Regions from separate parts of the Mus musculus genome. Here all the other regions are linked to region 4. A link is a contact called in public Hi-C and Micro-C data. All regions are on one chromosome and are shown on one strand. The core of a region is the stretch at or near the end of the contact, and the rest is flanking DNA. Distances in the headings are between cores, read along the strand shown. Region 1 holds the start of Hes6 (hairy and enhancer of split 6). Region 2 holds the start of Asb1 (ankyrin repeat and SOCS box-containing 1). Region 3 holds the start of Gpc1 (glypican 1). Region 4 holds the start of Hdac4 (histone deacetylase 4). Region 5 holds the start of Traf3ip1 (TRAF3 interacting protein 1).

Region 1 (4,379 bases), core at 409-2,908, 770 kb after region 4:
ATTAAAAGGCCCTACTACTAAGGAAATCTGCATGCAGGCAAACTTTGAAGGTAGGGTATGGTTCAGGGGACAAATGGCAGGAACTAGTAGTTTAACTGAGGGAGGTGAACAGGAGAAGGGTTTCCTGAGCCTGAGATGGGGTGAGTAGTCACGCTGCTGGGACCAATGGAGTCTAAGCCACTTGGCTAATGGAGTCACTAAAATAAAATAAATTGATGCCTGCTTGTACTTTCCCTTCCTCAAAGGTCTTCCAGCCAGGCTGACTGAAGCACCAGTTACCAAGACCTCAACGGTGCCCAGGCAGGCAGCCACTGAAGTGCTTAGTGGTGTCCAGGCCTAAGGATGGAGTATGTAAAGGCTGATTAGGAGCTGGCTCCTTGTCCTGGCTCTAAAGCAGCAGCCGAAATCCAAGAACGCTGGAGCAGAGCCAGGGGTTCCGAGGGGGCGCGCGCGCGCGCACACACACACACACACACACACACACACACACACACACCCCTCCCGCGGCGAGGCAGGGCCGGCAGATGGACCGCCGACGACGCGGGGCTTGGGCGTCTGGCCGACACAGGCGTGCCTGTTGCAGCCTGCAGGACAAAGCCAGCTAGACAAAGGCGCGGCCAACACCTGTCGCTCCTGGCCGGCCTGCCGCTTTTCTCTGCGGAAGCGGCTGCAGCTGCCAACTGTCACGGGCATCAAGTTACTGGGGCCAGACAGCAGCCTCGGCCTGCAGGAACCAAGAATAGAAGGGGGAGGAGCTGAGAGGGACTGGGGGTAGTGGGGATGGGGGACTCTAAGGGGACTCGCGGGGAAGGGAGGTGAGCGTGGAGAGGGGTTGGGGAACAGGGATGTGTGAGACCACCGCAAAGAGGATGCGGAGGAACTAGAGGGAAATGAGAGGCGCTTAGGCGGGTACGGGGTGATGAACAAGGAAGGAGAAGCTTGACTGGGGGCAGTTGGGGTGGGGTTAAAATAGACAAGGTAGTGGTTGGGTAAGTGACTTAGAGCACAGAGAAATAGAGATTTAGTAAGAACGACCGCGGACCTTGGAGTAAGAAGGTTATAGGTGTCTTAATGGGTCCAAAAGGACACACAAGGGTCCTGTTCCTGCTGCTAAATTGGCTCGTACTTTCCCCGGACTTTGCACTCTCGCCACCGGTGACCCGAAGCCCCTTCCAGGTCCCGAGGTCACGGACTTGACTTTGGCACTGCCCTGTCTGAAGTCAGCTCTGGGACTGGAGCGCTATTCTCGAGAGCACTTTTGGTGAACCAAGGGAAGCAAATGCCCTGTAGGAATGGATGGGTGAAGAGGTGGGTGGAAGGGCGGCATGGATAGATATACGGACCGAAGGATGTATAGCTAAGTCCGAGCTTACAGGCAGGCAGGTCTGGCCTCATAACTCAGCGAAAGGAAGTACAAGCACACCAGCAAGAGAGAAGCCGGAGGTCACTGCCCAGGAGTCCTGCCCGGCCTAAGTGGCAGGAGGTCTGGCTGTGGGCTCCGCCCCGCCAGCTGCCAGAGACCCGCGGGGCCTGACAAAGCGCGCCGCTCTCATTGGCTACAGGCTGCCTCACGGCTGGCCTCTCCGACCACGCACAGCCAATCGGTGCATTGACATGTAAATAAGTTGCTATAAAATGGGCGGGGTCCCGCGGGCCGGAAGACTCCGGAGAGCTAGTGGGGCCTCCGGGCTGCGACCCACCTCGCTGAGTAGTTTGCACTAGGGCGCCGGGCTCCGTAGACCATGGCTCCGTCCCAGGCGCCCAGCCGGGACCGTGCAGGCCAGGAGGATGAGGACCGCTGGGAAGCACGGGGGGACCGCAAGGTGCGGACAGGGGCTACGGGTGGATGGGCTTGGGGGAGGTTGCGCGGGCCAGGGGGCTCAGTAGCCGCTTCCCACAGGCCCGGAAGCCCCTGGTGGAGAAGAAGCGACGCGCACGGATCAACGAGAGTCTTCAGGAGCTGCGGCTGCTGCTGGCCGGTACCGAGGTGCGACGGGAAAGGTGCAGGGGGGAGGGGGACCTTCAGGGTGCACCCCGAAGCGCACGGCCGGACTCAACTCCCTTCCCCTCTGCGCAGGTGCAGGCCAAGCTAGAGAACGCCGAGGTTCTGGAGCTGACCGTGAGGCGCGTGCAGGGCGCGCTGCGAGGCCGGGCGCGCGGTGAGTGGCGGCGGGGATCGAGGGCGGGGGCGCTGACCGGGCACGCCTGCCACCCAACAGCGGGACACGTCGGCTCCCGGAGCCCCGGTCCTATCCATGGCAAGGGCTTCCCCCAGAACGGGACACGCTACTGTGTCTCCTGGGTGAGCCCCGAACCCGCGGAGCGGATCGTCCGAGCCACGATAGTCACTGCTCACGGTGCGGGACGCTGCTCTCTTCTTCCCACCCTCCTGCACAGAGCGGGAGCAGCTGCAGGCTGAAGCAAGCGAGCGCTTCGCTGCTGGCTACATCCAGTGCATGCATGAGGTGCACACGTTCGTGTCCACGTGCCAAGCCATCGATGCCACTGTCTCAGCTGAACTCCTGAACCACCTGCTAGAATCCATGCCGCTGCGTGAGGGTAGCAGCTTTCAGGATCTGCTGGGGGACTCCCTAGCTGGGCTGCCTGGAGGCTCTGGGAGGAGCAGCTGGCCTCCAGGAGGGTCCCCAGAATCCCCATTGTCCAGTCCCCCAGGTCCCGGGGACGACCTGTGTTCTGACCTAGAGGAGATCCCAGAGGCTGAACTAAACCGGGTGCCTGCTGAGGGGCCGGATTTGGTGTCTACATCCTTAGGCAGCCTGACTGCAGCTCGCCGGGCTCAGAGTGTGTGGAGGCCTTGGTGACCAACACTTACCAGGGACCTGTGAATGGTGGCTGCCATCCTTAAGTTTGCTTCCTCCCTGGGTATCAGATAAGGTGGAGACAGCTCAGGATGCCCCCCAGGTATGCCCTCCCCACTCTCCAACAGATGACTTGAATGACAACCCTAATGGCCAGGCCCTGCAGGTCCCTAGCACTATTTTTTCGTGGACCCTAGAGCTCTGGATGGTGGCTGGGGGGCCAGGGGGTGCACTAAAGAAAGACAGGAGACTTTTGGAGAGCTGCCAGGGCTCCCTCGTGTTCACCTCTCCCTGCCTTTTGGGCATTCTGAGGATCTAGGGCAGAAGTGGCCAATCTTGAGACTGAGCATTAGGGTCCTGGGCAGGGACACACAGGCCACAGCAATCCTGACCTGAAAGGAAGTTCAGATTTGCTACTTTGGCTATGAGACCAGGGGAGGCGGGCATATTCTGCGGTCACTGAAGCTGCTCCTCGTTTGTAACACAGTTGCGCGCGTGTGAGTTTGGTTGCCATCCCATCGATGCTCCAACCGAATTAAATAAAGAACTTTGGAGTTAGTTGCTCCTGGTGTACTGTCATTGATGTGTCCAATGTGTGAATGTTCAACTGCATCCAACACTAGTGTATACCTTTTTAAAGGGCCCACCCTTTGTTAGCAAAGTGTATTCGTGTGGTGCTGATAGAGATGTCCCCACTGCTGGCCAGGTCCTCTGTGTTCCCCCACTTTCCTAGGAGTATGTGTCCTTGAGGATTCCACTAGCATCAGGTTTGTCTCCAGGGTAACTAAGCCGTAGGGAGAAGATCTGTCCTTGTACTGTTCTCTCCTGAGCTCCCAGGACTAACGCTGGTGGCTAGTTGCTAGTTCTTTGCCTTGGGCCCAGACAAATTGGGACTGAGGTTAGGTTAGACTCTGGAAATCAGAATCCTCAGGAAGAAAGAAGTGGATAGGATGGGTATGTAGTATGCCTACAGATAATCAGTTGACAGCAATCACTGGCACCATTAGAAAGCCTCCTTCCCTCCAGGATCCCAAAACACATGGTTTTCACTAGGCTGCAAGCAGGCTTTAGGATTGTCATCTTAGGTCATGTGCCTTTAAGAGCATCTTTCTCAAAAGCTTCAGGTCCTCCGGTGTTTTAGGATTTTGGGGTTCATCTCTATGCCAGGTTAGAAATCCACGCAACCTAATCTTAGCATTGGGGCTGAGCTGTGGGCACCTGGGGGAATGGAAATGTTATTCCTGGGATTATTTTCTTTACCTCAAACTAGTGTAGAGTTCCAGGGGGACATAGATAATGGGCCCTCTTGCGTGGCTTCTATCATTATCGAGAGGACAAAGCACTGATGCCACTGTTGAAGGCATTGAAGGAGCACCTCGCTCTGATCTCAGCACTTGCATCTTTCCACAGGCCCCTGGACAAAGGGGAGGCCTTACTCCTTCTGCAAGGAGACCTGGAATAAATGTGCCAGTGGGCCCAGGACCCACTCAAGGTCAGAAGTCACTGACAGAGCTCCAGCCCTGTGCTCTTCCAACCCAGAGCCAACCTCTCTGTGATCCT
Region 2 (3,897 bases), core at 529-3,028, 640 kb after region 4:
ACTGGGCTGAGACCAAGGCAGCACAAGGTTCACAAAAACCTATTCGGTTCACTCTGGTGCACAGCAGACCAACAGGCAGGCATCTATCTAGCCTGGAAATGGATCTGTAAGGCGCTTCCAGGTCCTCCTTTCATCACTGTAACTACAGCACAGTATAAAAATTTAAAGCCAGAGTTGGGGAGGATTCAGATGTACCGGGTAACTGTTAGGAAAATGGCTGGCACCAGAGGACTTCGGAAAGTCTCTGGACCCCCTTAGCTCACCTCTCCTCTACACTCCCAGCCCAGGCCAACAGACCTTCAGAATCTCCTCCAGTTCTAGAGCCGAAAGCCATTTCAATTTCGGACTTCTCTGATCATCTAATCCAACTACCCACTGAAGACCTGTGCCTCTACCCAAGCTGGAAACACACAAACAGAACAGACACTAAAACAACACTGGGGTCGGGGTGGGGTGCAAAACCACTTTTTCTTCCACAGGACTATTCTGTACCTTAAGAAATAGCTACCCTTTGACCAACCACCTCTCTCCCATTTCTCATTCCTGCATGACAGGTCAATCCACTCAAAGATCTTGTCTGTCCCTGAGATCAAATTCAATGACAACCAAAGCTCTTGGTGGTAGAGGCCTTGCCTTGCTTTTTCATGTCACCCCGATAGCCCCAGGTGAGTCAGGCCAATAGGACATCATCCACAAAGTTTGTTGAATTGATGGAGGGAGGAATGACAAGAGACTGTACCAACATTGTGGCTTTCTCAGATTTTCTGCATACAGAAGAGAGCTCAGTGAACTCTAAAATCAGAGATGGGTGCAGAAGCACACCTACCAAACACCTACCAGCAGGTTCAGAAAGACCCCAAGGTGGACGCCGTACCAGGAAACTCTCCTGGGAATTGTTAGTTCCATTGTAGCAGCACTGCAAAGTGGAGCAGCTTTAAGGCAGGTGGCAAGTGTCACCCTTTTTCTGCAGGTGGGTCAAGCGCCCCTGTAAGAGTTGTGGCACTAGCAAGCTCTCTGGGGACAGCACTGTCGTTAAGGTGGGTGGAGGTGGGGCGGAGGACGTTTGTCCAGTAGCTACTGCGCTGACTGGCTGGCGGGATGGGGAAAGGGAACCTGTCCGCACGAAGGCTGACCTCTGAGGGCCCTTACTGACCAGTGAGCTCATACCTGGAAGAAGATCCGAACCCCATGGTCCAGCCAGGGTCATCGCTGACGGGGATGGGCTAACAGGGTGGCAGTTACAAGGCTAGCTCCACCAGAAAGAAACCTCCGTGGGAGGGATGTCCACGAGAGGCCAGGCAGGAGCGGGGGCGCGCGCCTAGGGCCGCGCGGAGCCTAACGTCCACACTTACTGACCCCGGGCGCGATTCCTCGGATCTGGCCTGCGAGGACCGAGGACCCGAGTCCCGGACGCCCAAGGGACACTCTGACCCCAAGACGCAACCCCGCTCCCTACTACCCCTAGCCGCGCACGTTACCTGCGGGTCCCGGGCCGGCCCGTCCATCGGGGCCGGTCCCGCCCTCCGCCATGCCTACTTGGTCCTCAGCCTCCGCCCTGACCCCGCCGCCTGTCCACCTCCGCAGCAATCCTGTCAGAGAGCAACGCTGTCAGAGAAGCACCGCCGGCGTTTCCGGCAGGTGGGCGTGTCCAGGGCTCGGCTTCCGGGGAGTATGAGCCTCCTTTTCGTACTTCCTGCTCCGGACGGAGGGTGCTGGGGTCTCCACTTCCGGCCTGGCTAACGGACTTGATTGCTGATTAGCGGGGTTGACCAAACTGCGTCTCCCGAGGCAACAGCAGCAGCTTCTGGGGAAACGCCTTTCCTCTGGGGGCGGAGGCTTATTTGCATGCCTCAGGAACTCCTGGTTGGTCGATTCTGTTCCCGCCCACTGGAGGGCGGGACGTGGGCGGGACCGTTACGGCCCAGTGGACTGTGGTCCGCTATCGCAGCGGCTGAAGGGTGTTGAGTGACGTGGGGCTGCGCTGCTGTCCTTTCTACGAGACTCCAAACGGTGCCTTCCGAGTCGGTGACTTGCAAAGTTGTGTTAGACGAAGGCAGCCCAGAATGTCTCCATGGAGCCAATAGTGTCTGTAACTTGGTCAAGGCGTGTTGACAGAGTGGCTTTCCCTCAAGCACTCCCGATTTTACATCGGTCACACTGTGTGCGTTGCGTTACGAACAGTTCTTAAGCATGGACGCTGTCGGGTCCTTTCATTCTCCTCTACACAACTTAGGGAAGGTACCTTGCAGGGGGAGGACCCCAGTGGACCGGGGGGAGACCGCGCCTTAAGGAGACAGAAGCGCCCCGCTGTCCTGTGAGATGGAGGCAAGGCCACAGTCTCCAACACCGCGGCTGTGACTTGTCTGCATCTTTGTGTGGTCATGGCACACCAGCTGGGAGCTAGCGACTATAGGTGCCCAACAAATCCTCGTGCCCAGACTGGCTCAGTTGCACAGGTCTGTGGAGCTGTGTGAGGCATCCTGGAACAGAGCCACGGGCTCTGAGGGTTTTGAGGGGAGCGGGGAGATTCCTGCAGTGGTGTTTGGTCTTGATAACACCGTTGGCACGAGGGACAGGTGACACCAATGACGCTGCAAGGCAAAGAGCCAGAGGTGGCTCAGCCTTATGGCTCTGCTCCACGGCTGCACATCCCTGGCTGGGATACCTCAAGGGTAAAACCACCCAAATGCGCATCAAAATGTGGTGTCGTGGCCATCCATATATCCTTTAAAAAGCCTCTGCCCCAGGTTACAACATGGCCAACCCTGGAGGATCTCTGCTCAGTGAAATAAGCCAGCAATAACGAACAAATAATGCACTCTTCCACACATAGGTCACTAAAGGAATCAGCTTCGGAAACAGAGTGGAATAGTAGGTGTCAGTTTGCTTCCAGAAAAGGGAGTGTCACGGGTGAGGGGACAGAGATAAAACTCCAGGCTGTCACCCTAGCCTGAGAACTTCGTTGAGACCAAAACTCAAGCAAAACTGGACTTACTGCTTTGGCTCGGGAAAAAAAAAATTTGTTAAGACTAATGGAAGCAATGTTGAGGTTTTATTTAAAATACTTTAACATTAGACTTTAACCTAAAGACTTAGAAGAGAGGTACTATGGAAGACACACCCAAGTATAGCTCCTCAAGGGAGTCACAATCCTTAGCACTAGCTACTATATACACCATTTTGATGGCTCTCAACTTAGATCTCAAGAGTACTCAGAAACTAACACTCTCTCTCTCTCTCTCTCTCTCTCTCTCTCTCTCTCTCTCTCTCTCTCTCTCTCGTGTTTGTGTGTGTGTCTATGAGATTATGGGGTGGCTTCAGACATACCTTGGATGGAATTATAATCTGATAAAGCCAGGAGCCACTGATTGCATGAGTTTTGTGCATGTCCATTTCCTGTAAAAGTTTCTAGTGAGAGTCCTGGAAAATTGCAGGTGCATAAGTGCGGAGGGAGGAAAGCTTTAAGCAGTTAATTGTGCTGGAATTCCTGCTTCTCTGTTGGCAAGAGGCTTCAACCAAATTCCTCAGTAAAGGTAAAGGGCTCCTCTTCCTCCTCATACCTCCATGATTTGCCTTTCTATTCTATCTCAGGAGGAATAGGAAGTGAATACTTTTTAAAAGGGGTTTGGGGGTGGGGTAGGGCAAATGGAGACAAGATCTTACTAGCCCTTGGCTGGCCCAGAGCTGATATGTAAATGAGTCTTGCCTTAACTCATTGAGATCCACCTGCAGTAGCTTCCCAGGTGCTGGGAAAGTATACAACCACAGCTGGCAGAATTATTTTTATATTTATTTAAAGTGTGTGTGTGTGTGTGTGTGTGTGTGTGTGTGTGTGTGTGTGTGTGTGTGTGTGTGTGTGCGTGCGCGCGCGCGCGTGCGTGCGTGCTGGGAGCACCA
Region 3 (4,305 bases), core at 1,642-4,141, 650 kb before region 4:
GGCTAGTTCTCCTCTACAGAATGGGACAGCTGTCATCACTGCTGCCTGGAAAGGCCATCCAGAAAACTAAGCAGTGCCTTCGGTGAGGAGCCAGCCTCTTACATATAGTACTGTTTGATAAAAGGGAAGTCTCCCGCTATTTCTGGTCCCTAAGACTCAGGGGCAGGAAAGGACATCCATTTGCCCATGAGCCACTCTTCCTCTCTCCTAATCACCCAATGACTCCAGTTGAACCTCAGCAGGCACCTATCTCCTGGGGTATTCCCATATTTCTTATAAGTAGGAGCTCTTTGGAACTAAGGGATTACATAGGAGCTCCAGGGAGGACTGCGCCATTAGGGGCCACCAGAGGGCGCCTGGTCCTCAGAGTCCAGGTCTGGTGGCACAGAACCAGACAGGACCCTGAGCTTGGCTGCCCTTTGGGCTACTGCTATCTTAGGAGGTCACCCTGTTTCTCACTCCACATGCTAATACTCTCTTTAGTGCCCTGGGGCTTGGAGGTATTCTCCCACTCTGAGGGCTGTGAGGTGCAGCCCATGGGGTTCCAGAAAAGTGTGGCACCAGTTCTGAGGTGCACCAATAGGGATGATGGGAAAACATAGGCCCCAGCCTTGCATGTCAATAAATAGGGTGTCTCTGAACAAACACTGGGCCCCAACCAGTATGACTGCTGTAATTCTGCAGGGTGCCTACACACCCCAGCTGGATGGGCATCTACGGCTGTCCTCACAGACATCAAAGCCTTTTGCTTGTCTTGTTCCTAATCCCCCACATTCCCCAACTGCAGGGTAGTAAGAACCAGGCTCTCTGGAAGGACCACACCTCTGCTTCTTTATTTTGCCCTCTCACTGCCCTTGTCACTGCCTACATTGCCAGTCCCTGCCTACTCGGGCACAGTAGCTGTGGGTGGGTACAAGCTCAAGAAGGTCTCCAAGAAGGCATTAAGATGGGTGGCATATCCATGCCAAGGTAAGATGTAGGCTGGAAGGCCTCAGGCTGGTATGTGTGCGGAGCAGGGTACGTCTGGCAGGGATAAGAGATACACAAGGATGTCAGGGTATATGTTCCTATTTCTGTGTGTTTGGAGGTGGGTAGAGTGAGCAGGGTACCAACCAAACTATACCTGCTGCTGCCAGGCACCGGGTGACAGTGCCCAGAGAACTGTAGGAGGTGGCTTTGGCAATGGCAGGGCTGTATGTAGAGAGAGGCATAGAAAGGCCTGTTCTGAGGGCATTTGAGAGGGAGATAGTCAAGAGACTCAGGCCACACAATGTGTCTTGTGGGTTCTGTCTCTCCCCAGAAACAGGGTTCTCCATGGCTGGCTATCTACTGCCATTCCCAAGCAAGTTGGGGCCACAGGCCACCCCTCTGGGCAATACTCTTACTTTCCTCATTCAGAGTGCCTACGACACCAGTTGAGTTTGGTCTCTAGTCTGCAAGCCCCCTCAGTTTCAGAAGAATCCCACAGCAGGAATTCCCTGCTCACCAAGGCCCTGGTGTTACACTTATCCAGGAAAGCTCCCCACACATTTAAGAGCAAAGCCTGGGGCTTGGGAGGTCCTTGGGACATTGCATAGGCACTCCAAGCTCATAAAGATTCGGTTCCCAGAGCTCCTGAGGCAGCAGGGAAGGGAAGGGAGGGGAAGGGCTGCTCTCAGCAGCTGCAGGGCCGAGGCCGCCGCCAGGAGGGCCGCTCTTCTTACAAAGAGATGACAAGGCCCCTGGGCGGGATCCAAGACGCCGACCACCTGCAGCTGGGCTCGCAGCTCCAGGCGGCCCGGAGCGCCCGGTCAGACCACGAGTGTGCTAGGATAGGGGCGCTGGCGGGCACAAGTTCCTAGGTAGGAATCCCCTCGAGCCCTGGGGTCCCCTGAATCGCGCAGCGGGCTCACATTTCCTTAGAACCCAGGCTTGAAGTGTAGGATCTCCCCCATAAATCCCACCTAGGCGGCTCCTGCTGTGGATCCGCGTAAATTCCTAAGCAGAACCCTTGACGCCTCTGGGAGAGATCCGCATAGAGAAGTTCCTAGCCCACTGCAACCGGGATATGCGACCCAATAGACCGTCCCAGAGCTACCGCTTGCTTCGCCGCAAGGGCGGCAGGCACGCTGTCCCGGAGCTGGGATTGCTGCCCCGCCAGCACAGTGGGCCAAGCCGGGGACCAAAGACGCCCAGCAACAACCCTAACCCAAAGGGAGCGCAGATTGCTATGGGGAAGGGACTCTAGAGCGTAGTGGCTGGGAACTGGGCAGCAACAGAGCGGATCGGAGCTCGGGGGCGAGGGCCGTGGGGTATAGACCAGTTGAGGAGCAGGAGGCCACTCCAAGTCCAGGCGGCGGGTTCTGGCGCCCGGGGCTAGCTGCGGCGCGGGTAGGGGCCCAGATCAGACCTCCCGAGTGCTAGGGTCCGGTGCCCCCGGACGCAGCGCCCTTACTCACCCGAGATCTCTGCCTGAGGCACATCGCTCAGGCTAAAGCCCTTAGCCCCGTAGATCTGGCGGACTTCGCTGCAGCTCCGGCTCTTGCTGGCGGGGTCCCCGCGGGCGCAGACGACCAGCGCGGCGGCCGCGCACAGCAGCCACCAGCCTCGGGTCCGGAGTTCCATGGCGGGGCCCGAGGCTCCCTGGCCGCCGGTGCGCGCCTCCCTCGGTCCCGGCCGGCCCGCTCAGCCCAGTGTGCGCGAAGGGCAGAGCCAAGGTCCCAGCGCGCGACGCTCGTGGTCCAGAGGCGGTGGCAGTCGAGGAGGCGGAGACAACAAAAGCCGGCTGCGGCTGCGGCGCGGGGAGCTAGGCGCGAGGCGCGAGGTCCGGCCGCTCAGTCGGGCCGCCTAGAGCGCGGCGGGCGAACGCGCAGCCCCGGCTCGGCGCCTCCCCCGCCGCCCGCCCGGCCCCACGGCGGCCGCGGAGAGGGGCAGGGAGGGGCGGGGAGCGCGGGCGGGAAGAGGGGAGCGCCCGGGCGGGGCGGGGCGGGGCGAGGCGGGGCACGATCGGGGCGCACCGGGCGCCCCTTCGCTCTCCGGAGGGAGAGGAGGGAATGTTCTCTCAGCCCAGGCGATGTGCTCCGTTGCCTGGGTGAGATGGGAGGCGGCGGGGAGAGCCTGGAGTGCAAAGGCCGAGTCCGGGGTCCCCTAAGGTGTCCCCCCCAGCCCAGCACCCAGGGCGGCGGCACCACCTGTGGGGGCGGGGGCAGGGCGGGGGGGGGGGGCAGCTGAGGCAGGGCTTCCCTCGCCGGACGTGACATCACGTCCTCCGCTGGCCAATCAGGAGCTTCCCCGCCCCCAGCCGAATTCGGCATCTCTTTGCTCCTTTCCATCCTTCACCTTACCGGCTTGCTCTCTTAGCGCTTCTACTACTCAGTCCTGGTCCGGTCACTTCCCTACTCACCTGCTGCCCCCCACCCCCCAGCAACAACTCCTACATCCATACGCCCTTTCTAGCCGCCCCTGAGCGGCTCCAGTTCTCGTCTGACGTGTTTTGGAGGAGGATGAGGGGGCTGAAAACTGGCCAAAAAAAAAAAAAAAAAAACTAGCCTTCATCAGCTCAGATGACTTCAGTTGATGCAGATTGCCAGCGACTGTTACGGTCCCTCTTCGTGACTATTTAGGTGCTAGAGCAATGGGGCAGAGGCAGGTCTGTAGGCTTGGGTGCAGCGTGGTAGGTGACCTCTGGCAAAAGGAATAGAGCGAGGAGTTAATGTTGGGCAGCTCAACTCCAGGCCAGGTGTGGCAGACCACCAACTGTCACGCAGCTGCAGGGATGATTGTGGGGAGAAGGGACCCTACCTGGGACCTACCTGGGAGCTGGTGATGGTGCTGGGTCTGGAGTTTCTTGCTTAGCTGCTGCCGGGCAGCACTATCCCTCCTGCTGTTCCCTTTATCCTATGAAGAGGCCATCATAGCTGAGGTTAGACTGAATCTAGATACCTAATCTGGGAATGGGAAGAAAGCGAGATGTGGTTTATGGTTGAGAGTCATAGATTACCACTATGTGTCAATAGAGTGCAGCGCTCTTGGATTCAGCTGAATCAGGGCTTTGCAGGTTTGTGGCAAAACCCCCAATCACCCATGCCTCAGGATGTCCTCCCGTCAGGGGTTCTGTCCACCTTAGGGGGTGGGTTTCCTGTCCTAACTCCTAGGAAAGTGATCCAATTAATCTCTGCAGTCATTGCTTGAGAGTAACAATGGAAAACCAATCTATCGGAGCAGATATCCTCACATCCCTCTACTGTAACACTGCTCCTGACTCACGGACCCCTGTCCACTGCATGTCCTGGCCAGGACAGCTTGGATCCCTGTCACTTTTAATAG
Region 4 (4,062 bases), core at 261-2,760:
TGTGAGGTCTAATCAGCACAGAGCAATACTCCCCCGACCCTGGAACCGAACCATATCATTTCAGAGTAACTGCATCTAAGATTATATTCCAGCACTTTCTCATGGCACTTTTGTTTAGGGTTGTCTTTACTCAGTACTCACCAAATCTGTGATTATTGCATGTCTTTATCCTTTCAAGTACTTCTGAACTTCATGTTTCATCTAAATGTTAGCAGGCTGCAGATCCTGCATTATTTTGTATGTAAATTTGGTAGTGTACTTTTCTATAAGCAGCTGCACTAGCACTCCTAAGTGCGGTCATTTTCTTCTGCTCTTTTCTATTCCACAATTCATCCCTTGGCTTCACAGCTGAGCTATCCTAGAGTATGAATTTCTCCCAGTGAATGAAGCTTTCTAACTCAGTATTACCTTGAGATAATGAAAAGAATCTATTGCTTCTTGCGAATTGTTTTACCTTCAATTTTCCCCCAGTCATGGAACAAAAATGCTATTAAATCTCTACTCAACTCCTATCAGGCAAGGCCTAGTAAATAGGTCAGCATCCTAGGTCAGGCCATGTAGGGTGGACCAGATGCTCTTGTCTTCGTTTTGGATGTGGGATTCTGGAAATATCATGGACACAGGATGAGAAATTGCACTACTCTCCTGATGAAAGGAAATGGACCCAAGGGAGCCAGAAGGATGGCCTTTCACGCCCATCCACATTCGTGAACGCCAATTATAGGCGCTTGGCCCAGGTCTAGAAGAACCTCAGAGAAGGGGTGGTCCCAACAAACCGGGACGCCGTGGCGGCGAACCAAGAATACACCTCCGCAACAGCAGCGGTCCCAGAACCCCCAGTTCCCACGGCCACGCAAGGCCCCACAGTCACAGCCGCACCCCCAAGCGGCGCGCCTGCCCCGGGGCAGGGCGGGGCCCGCCGCGCCTGCGCACTCCCTCTGGGCTCGGCGTCCCCCGCACGCAGCCCACGTGATCTGTGCCTTGCCTAAGATGGAGGTTGCCGCCAGGCCCGGCCGGGCCCTCGCCTTAGTCTGTGCTCTTCCGCGCCCCCTTAGAGCATGAGACAGGCGCTCAGGCACACTGTATTGACCCGGGCAGCGCCGCGGGCTGCCAAGGAGGTCTGTCCACGGCTTCAATCAGTTCGCGCACCAGCTCCCTGCTCTTTCTAAAACAGCAAAAGCTCTCAGAGCGGGCGCCTGGAGAGTCTTCGGTACGCCCCGCTCATTAGAATTGACAATGCTGGGAGCCAATGGGGTTTGGAACTTTTGAGAAGGGCGGACGAAGGCGGAGCCCCTTCGCAGCGCCCGCGAAGCGGGGCTGGCTGTTGGGCTATTGTGGGGCGGACTTAGGACTCTCGGACCAATGGAAGGGCGGCTGAATTCTTGGAGGCGGGGCCGAGCCGTAATTGACGCTTTCTTCATTAGAAACCAGGCAGGGGGCGGCGCCCACGGGGGGAGGTGACGCAAAGCCGTTGTAGCCAATGGCTGGTGGGCCGCCGACGGGAGGGGCGGGGCTGGGGCGCCTGACGGGCGTAGGGCGCGGCCTATCCCCGCGCGGCTCTGCGCTCGAGGGGGAGCAGCATCATGGTTCAACGTGGGTCAATTTTTTGTGAATGAGGAGGGGAGGTTGTGGGGCCGCTGCCGCGGAGCACCATCCCCGCCGCCGCCCGAGCCCGAGCCCGCGCGCCTGCTCGCGCCGCCGCCGCCGCGCCGCCTCACGCCCGGCCCGCTCAACGCGGCTGCTGTCGCCGTCGCCGCCCGAGCCCGCCCGCCCGCCGGCGGCGGCGCAGGCTGAGGAGATGCGGCTCGGAGCGCCGGAGCAGGGCTAGACGCGGCCCGCCGCCGCCGCGGTAAGCCACCGGCCGTCATTGTCCGCGCCGCCCGGTTGCTGGCGGCAGGTGGACGCCCGGCCCCGCCGAGGCCTCGGGGCCCTGCGCCGCGGGCTGGCGGGCGGGAGAGCGGCCTGCGCCGGCGGGCGGGCAGGTGGGCGCGCGGGGGCGGGGGCCGGGGCGTTTATGTAACTTTGTCAGCCTGTGAGTTTGCAGAAAACGCCCCTCGGCGGCGGCGGGCGGCGGGGCGGGGGCCGCGGCCGGGCCCGGACCGTCGCTGGGCTGGCGAGGAGCTGCGCTAGCCCCGGAGACGACCGGTGTCCACCCTGAGCGAGGGTTCCGAAGGCACAGCTTGTAGCTCACACAGCGGGAGTCGGTCGGAAAGGCCGGGTGTGGAACCCGTGTTCTCCTTTAATGCACACCGAGAATTTGTTAATAACTTGCAGCCGCTGATAGCAGTGTTTTGGTTATTGCATGCTGTAAATTGACCTGCTGTGACACGATTTTCAAATAAAGCGTCGCAGAAATTAAACTTAAGTTATTTTAGAACTAATGACTTTCTTAACTAAATCCTAATTGCATTACTGTAGAGACCTACCTAATTGCTTTCCGAGAGCCACTCTGCCTGCCCGGGGAGGAAGGAAAGGCCTGTGTAGTCACTTTGCCTCCCTGCTTTTCTCTGCTCAGGCTTTTCTGTCTGTTCCCACAAACCACCTAAGCATTTAAGGCCTGCGAGTATTAACGTGTAAACAGCCATGGCCCTGTCGCACTTTGGGGCTAGGGGGATGCTGGCGGCTTGCACCTTGACCTGGTTTCGGTTTTTCCTCCGTGATATGATCGAGGTTGCCAGGAGTTTTAATTGCTTCTGATAATTCCGTGCATTATTTCAGGACCGGCTTGATGAAAGCTAGTGTAGTGGTTTCAAAATCCACCCAGAAAGAAGGTGATGGTGGTGGTGGTGGTGTAGGTAGGTGTAGTGCTTGTGGAGAGGCAAGGAGGTTGAATTAAGAAAACTCAGCTGCTTGTACACAAATATACACTATAGCAGTTACAAGGCAGCAAAAGTTATTGCAGAATTTTGCAGTCACTATGGCAACACAATTACTCCATTATAATTGGAAATGCAAAATGCCACCCAGTTAGAAGTTTCATCAGGATGGAGTTTTGGATATCAAAAAATATGTGAGATTTAGTTAAAAATTCTCATTTTTTTCCCCCAGGTAGCTTTGCAGCTCTAGTCTAGGTTCAATTGTCTATTTTTAAGACCCATCCGCTTTCCCAGATCTGCCACTCCTCGGGATCTGTGGCATCTTTCCCCAGAAGAACTCCCCGTTTGTGTGGGAGGGAAGTATTTTCATGCTTTAAAAACACACACCCGACACACTGTAAGACTTCTATGGTTTTCTGTGTTCTGGCTTTTCTTTTAAAGATCAAATGCCTTCCTGAAGAGCAGTAATCACCCAGAAGAGGCTGGGTTTGCTAGAAGGCAGAGGTAACACTGCCCCCTTTAGGGGTCTGCAGGCTGCTTACAGGGTATCTGGGAGCCCTGTGGGGGAGAAGAATGACTGTGAACTGCAGACGGGGCCTGGATAGCCTAGAGACCAAGGACAGATGTGACCTAAGCAGCCCTAGCAAGAATGTCTGTGGTTAGCAACATCAGAGAGCTGTGCAACATATAAAGCCCCCAGATGGCACCTTCTCAGAAGCTAGGGGCTGCTGCTGGTGAGGTGGGCAAGAGAACATAGCACTCTATCTTCCTGGGGCTCCTGGCTCCTAGCTTGACTTTGCTTTCAAACCTGTGTTAGGAGGATGTCCCTCTTGATGTTTACCAGAAGAGCTCTGGTGCTGGAAGTTTCCACACGTCGTGGGGCTGCTGCAGCTTAATTTCGTTAGAACTCTTTCCTTTTAACTACTGCATATTTTTGCCCAGTAATCGACTTCCATTTTCCAGCCTCATTGTGAGGTTTCAATGCAGCATGAACGGCTTTGAATTCCAATCCTTTGATGTTGGGGGTGGCACCAAAGGAAAGGCGACTTTGTGCCGTCCTAATTGCCAGAGCAGAAGAAAATTTCATCACTCCTGTCAAGCCTTGTCCATGCCATTTTCTATTGAAAACGGCTGGTTTTTCAGAACTCTGAAGCTGCCATAAGTAATACATTAATACCTGATGTAGGGAGCCAGGGAGATGCAGAAATGAGAGACACCTGCTGCACGGGAAGATTGGGGTGGCGTG
Region 5 (3,991 bases), core at 1,485-3,984, 690 kb after region 4:
CAGAAAGAAAAGGAGCTACTTAGCCTGGGTATCTGAAACCAGGAGTTCCAAAAGAGTCCCTCATTTCTACCATAATGGAGTGTTCCCCATCCAATCATATTTGTTCTCTTCCCACAGTGCCTCCTCCCACACGTAACCTGTAGCCCTAGTTACCCCTACAGAAGGACAATAATTTTCTGTTCCTCTATGACCCTACATCCAGCCAGGGTCCTGGATTCTCAAAAGTACATATTGCTAAAAAATCAGTAAGACGGGTAACAGGAAAAAAAAAAAAAAAAAAAAACACCAAGAATGTAAATGTGGTGCTTGGAGAGGACTCATATGACCAGACTTGTGGTACATAGTAACATGTTACCATGGGTACAGGAGGCAGGCTTTAAAAACATCAGCAGCAAGACATCCCCATGTGAATGTCACTCCTCTGGGATGGGGCTACAATTACTTTGGCAACATCGTTCTAGTCATTAATTAATCTAGAAGAGTCCATCTCACAACAAACTTCAGGAGAAACATATTGCTGGGCTGGGCTTTTTTTTTAGGAGACAGCTGGCTGGCACACAGACCACCAGAGCATCCCAATCTAACACTCCTGAAACTGACTTTGCTCAGGTTTCCCCAAGACACTGGCAGTTTAAATTGTGAGCAGCAACTGTGACAAGAGACATTTGTGTCTGAATGTCAGCTTAATGAAGAAACAGCTGTAGCTACCTCATGGAAGAGACTTGAATGCAGTATTCAGGGACAGTAAAGAACCTTCAGGGAGGCTCTCTACCTCTGCTCTGAAAAAACTTCCAAGTACATCAACTCTGACAGCCTTCCTTATCAAGGAGGTGACAGCTAATGTACGTACCTTCATACCAAAACAGACCGGCTTCACCACTGGATCCAGTAAAGTCTAAAAGAAAAGCAGCCCTCACTCCTCACCTGTCTACCTGTCAACAGTCATCTCCCACTTCTTTCCTCTTCCCTCCCATAAGCCCCACTCCGTTCCTGAGTGATCTGAGGCTGAGTAGCACTCCCCGTAAGCCATGGGCTGAGGGTACTAACAGAATAAAAACACAGGCCTAGCAGTCTCCACTGTGATAGGCCGGTGCCATGATGCCTGAGTCTTCTTGACTCCTTCACTGTTGAAGAGTGGCAACTGCCTGCTTCCCAGGGCTCTCCACACCACCAGTCCCTTCCTCAGACCTTCCAGGATAGGCTACAAACGCCTCACAGACTGGGAGAGGAGACTACCAGGCGGCAGAGCACCTTGGGATGTGGGTGGATTCCTGAGCATTTCTGGACACATGTAAGATTAACAGACAGGGCCATGTTCCGAGACAGTACCTATTACAAGCTAAGGTAGGAGGGCCAAATGAGTAACGAGAAGGGTAGACTACAGTGCTCAACCTACTGAGACGAGAAAGTCTGAGGGTCAACACTGGGAGAGACCTTGAGCTCTGGACTTCTAAGTCCCAACCATACCCCAAGTTCCACAGCACCTTCTGGAGTACCATGCCCATTCTGTGTACCCCCTGCAGTGACACTCTTGGGGTTACCAAGAGCCCAGACAGACTCCACACAATTGTAACTGTTGTACAATGTTATGTACCTCATCCAATGCAGCTTCCTGGAGACTCACTAACAAATAGAAGACAAGCTCTAAAGAGACATAATGGTAAGTGCTGCAGGTTGGGAGAAGTAAAGTAAGGCAGGTCCCAAGACCTAGTGGGCCTGGGAACCTAACATGGAAGGCACCACTGAATGCTCAGAAGGTCCCAGACAAGGACCTGCACCCTACCCAGGCCTCAAGTATAAGCACAGCCCAATTCCAGAGCCCCAACATACCTCCAGCTCCTAACAGCAACTTGACCCTGAGCCTAGACCCTGTCCCGAGGCTCACACTCAATAAACCGATGTCAGCCCGGGCCTCTACCTCCTCTCAGCCTCACCTTCTGGCTCCAGCACCCTAACCCACAGACCTAGACTCTGACCCGGGCCTTCTATCTCCACCCAAACCACTAGACCAGCACCCGCTACTCTACCCTGACTCCAACTGGAACCTAACCCTGACCCTCACCTGGACCTGGACCTGCACCTCCACCCCTCAACGCACTCTCAATCCAATCAGCACTCGGAGCCACACAGACCTTACCATTGACCCTGATCCTCACCTTCATCTGAGACTAATCCTCATTTCGACCCAAACCCTGATTGGCATCCTACAACGCCCCTCACACTACCCGGTCCCTCAACGCGATCCTCACGCTACCTGGTCACTCGCCTTGATCCGGCCCTAATTCTGACTCTCACCCCGAAACGAATCCTACTCAGACGCGCATCCTACCTCGACTCTCACCCTACCCGGACCCTCACTCCGACACTCGCTCGGTCCCGCACTTAACCATAACCTTCAACACCGTTACCCCAACCCTCAACCCGTCCCGCCACTACCCGGACCCTTAACCCGTTCCGCACTCTACCCCTACCCTCACCCCACCTCAACCTGACGCGCACCAGCCCGCGCCTACCTCGGTGATGATGTCGTGCAGGTAGCGGAACGGTGGCTTGTTGAGCAGCTTCTCGGTGAGCGGCGGCCTCCGGATCACCTTGCCCAGAGCCTCCTGCGTCCGCCGCACCACTGCGGCGTTCATGGCGCTGCCGCCCGCGACCGCTCGCGCCCCTCCTCGCGCGCCGCGCCTCTGCCCGGTGCCCCGAGATGCCCGCCGTCCCGGCGCGCCGGTCTCCCATCCCACAGTGCACCGCAGCTCGCCACCGCGCTTGCGCGTGCCACCAGCACCCGGTCTCTAGGGCCGCGCGGCCTTGGCAACGGACGCGCGCCCGGCCCCGCCCATCCCCTCCGGCCTCTCTAGCTGCTCTGGAGGACACACGCGCTCCGCCTCTGTGGCTGCTTGAACCTGAGCCTGCTCCGCCAACCCGGCGCACCATAGGGCGCTGCACAGCACTGCCCAGAGACCTGGCATTCTGAGTGAGAAAAGAGCGACCATTTGATATTTCTAAGGAGAGCATTTACAGTAACACCCACCAGGAAAATAACACTTCACATAAACTTGGAAAAGGACTTGACTCCTTTCATCCCTTCATTCCTGTTCCCTGCCCAGCATCCCCTGCCTTAGGTAATCTTTAAGATGGTGCCAAGGGGAAGGGTTGTGTCCTTCCACATTTTCTGTGCTCTTGGTTCACCAGAGCGGGCACAAAACTGTGAAGGAGCTAGGCCCTTAGGCTAGGATGCTGCAGCTTTCTGCTACACACACACACACACACACACACACACACACACTTACTTCCCACCTCACCCTCACCACCACCCGAGGCTATGCAGGAGATGCTTCTACTGGATCAGGTGTTGCTGCTGTGCCTGAGGTCTGGAGCTCCTCTGCCCAAACTGGCAGAACCCCAACTAGAACATTGCCCCTGATCTCTCTACCATGGCTACACCCCGAGAGCCAGAATCTTCTTTAAGAGCCCTCTCACTCTGAGCCCCAGCTGGAGTTGGTCTCTGGGGGAGTTCAGAGAGCAGAATTCAGAGAGCAGAAGTCCTGTCTCTAAACACCGCCCCTAAGAACATACCCACCTAGCTCCTACCCTAGAAAGTTCACTCTGAGCAGAATCGTGATGTAGGTGTGGAATGAAAGCTGGAGCCAGCAACTGGCTTGTTTGTGATGCTGGACCAGGTGGTAGGAACTCAGGGTTTTACTTGGAAGATACCTCTGACCTTGGGAATTCTACTGAGGACCTGGAGCCTATGCCATACAACAAAGCGAAGATGATGCTTTATCCTCTCACAGCTTGTGGAGGAGGGCAGAACAGTAAGTGGATCCAAGAACACACACACACACACACACACACACACACACACACACACACACACACGAAGGCCAGAGTACAGTTTTGGCTGCCTTTAGGAGGGCTAACCAACCAGAAGATCTTCAGTCTATCTGGGTATCAAAGTTTTTTAGAAGATCCAGGACAGCAAGTATTGTCAACC

The links. A called contact is a pair of places that touch in the nucleus more often than the background predicts.
Region 1: a contact with region 4 is called in a Micro-C map of embryonic stem cells, with 4 times the contacts expected there. The contact joins the promoter of Hes6 here to the promoter of Hdac4 in region 4. A contact is called at or near these places in 4 of 39 promoter capture datasets (cranial neural crest, hippocampal neurons, liver and 1 more), 3 of 484 Hi-C or Micro-C datasets (CD4 T cells and embryonic stem cells), 4 of 115 datasets of contacts at active chromatin or transcription factors (astrocytes, embryonic stem cells, neural tube and 1 more) and 1 of 9 other capture datasets (liver).
Region 2: a contact with region 4 is called in a Micro-C map of embryonic stem cells, with 5 times the contacts expected there. The contact joins the promoter of Asb1 here to the promoter of Hdac4 in region 4. A contact is called at or near these places in 14 of 39 promoter capture datasets (the 3T3-L1 cell line, 3T3-L1-derived adipocytes, the HPC-7 cell line and 9 more), 9 of 484 Hi-C or Micro-C datasets (B cells, CD4 T cells, cardiomyocytes and 3 more) and 6 of 115 datasets of contacts at active chromatin or transcription factors (the NIH/3T3 cell line, astrocytes, embryonic midbrain and 3 more).
Region 3: a contact with region 4 is called in a Micro-C map of embryonic stem cells, with 7 times the contacts expected there. The contact joins the promoter of Gpc1 here to the promoter of Hdac4 in region 4. A contact is called at or near these places in 4 of 39 promoter capture datasets (hippocampal neurons, liver, neutrophils and 1 more), 3 of 484 Hi-C or Micro-C datasets (all in embryonic stem cells) and 4 of 115 datasets of contacts at active chromatin or transcription factors (effector CD8 T cells, embryonic stem cells, memory CD8 T cells and 1 more).
Region 5: a contact with region 4 is called in a Hi-C map of B cells, with 8 read pairs. The contact joins the promoter of Traf3ip1 here to the promoter of Hdac4 in region 4. A contact is called at or near these places in 10 of 39 promoter capture datasets (the 3T3-L1 cell line, 3T3-L1-derived adipocytes, the HPC-7 cell line and 6 more), 3 of 484 Hi-C or Micro-C datasets (B cells and embryonic stem cells) and 3 of 115 datasets of contacts at active chromatin or transcription factors (embryonic forebrain, embryonic stem cells and memory CD8 T cells).

What each region holds. Positions count from the first base shown.
Region 1 is chr1:91,410,501-91,414,879 of GRCm38.p6, reverse strand. Hes6 (hairy and enhancer of split 6) reads left to right here and starts at 1,658. Exons shown (of 4, transcript NM_019479.3): 1 at 1,658-1,823; 2 at 1,901-1,987; 3 at 2,078-2,159; 4 at 2,398-3,397. The coding sequence starts at 1,743. The coding sequence ends at 2,822.
Region 2 is chr1:91,538,446-91,542,342 of GRCm38.p6, reverse strand. It overlaps Asb1 (ankyrin repeat and SOCS box-containing 1), which reads right to left and starts at 1,778. Exons shown (of 5, transcript NM_001039126.2): 1 at 1,479-1,778. The coding sequence starts at 1,530.
Region 3 is chr1:92,830,231-92,834,535 of GRCm38.p6, reverse strand. It overlaps Gpc1 (glypican 1), which reads right to left and starts at 2,891. Exons shown (of 9, transcript NM_016696.5): 1 at 2,439-2,891. The coding sequence starts at 2,604. Gm29481 (a long non-coding RNA gene) reads left to right here. Exons shown (of 3, transcript XR_003947946.1): 1 at 1-1,841.
Region 4 is chr1:92,177,789-92,181,850 of GRCm38.p6, reverse strand. It overlaps Hdac4 (histone deacetylase 4), which reads left to right and starts at 1,510. Exons shown (of 27, transcript NM_207225.2): 1 at 1,510-1,593.
Region 5 is chr1:91,493,411-91,497,401 of GRCm38.p6, reverse strand. It overlaps Traf3ip1 (TRAF3 interacting protein 1), which reads right to left and starts at 2,734. Exons shown (of 15, transcript NM_028718.2): 1 at 2,514-2,734. The coding sequence starts at 2,636.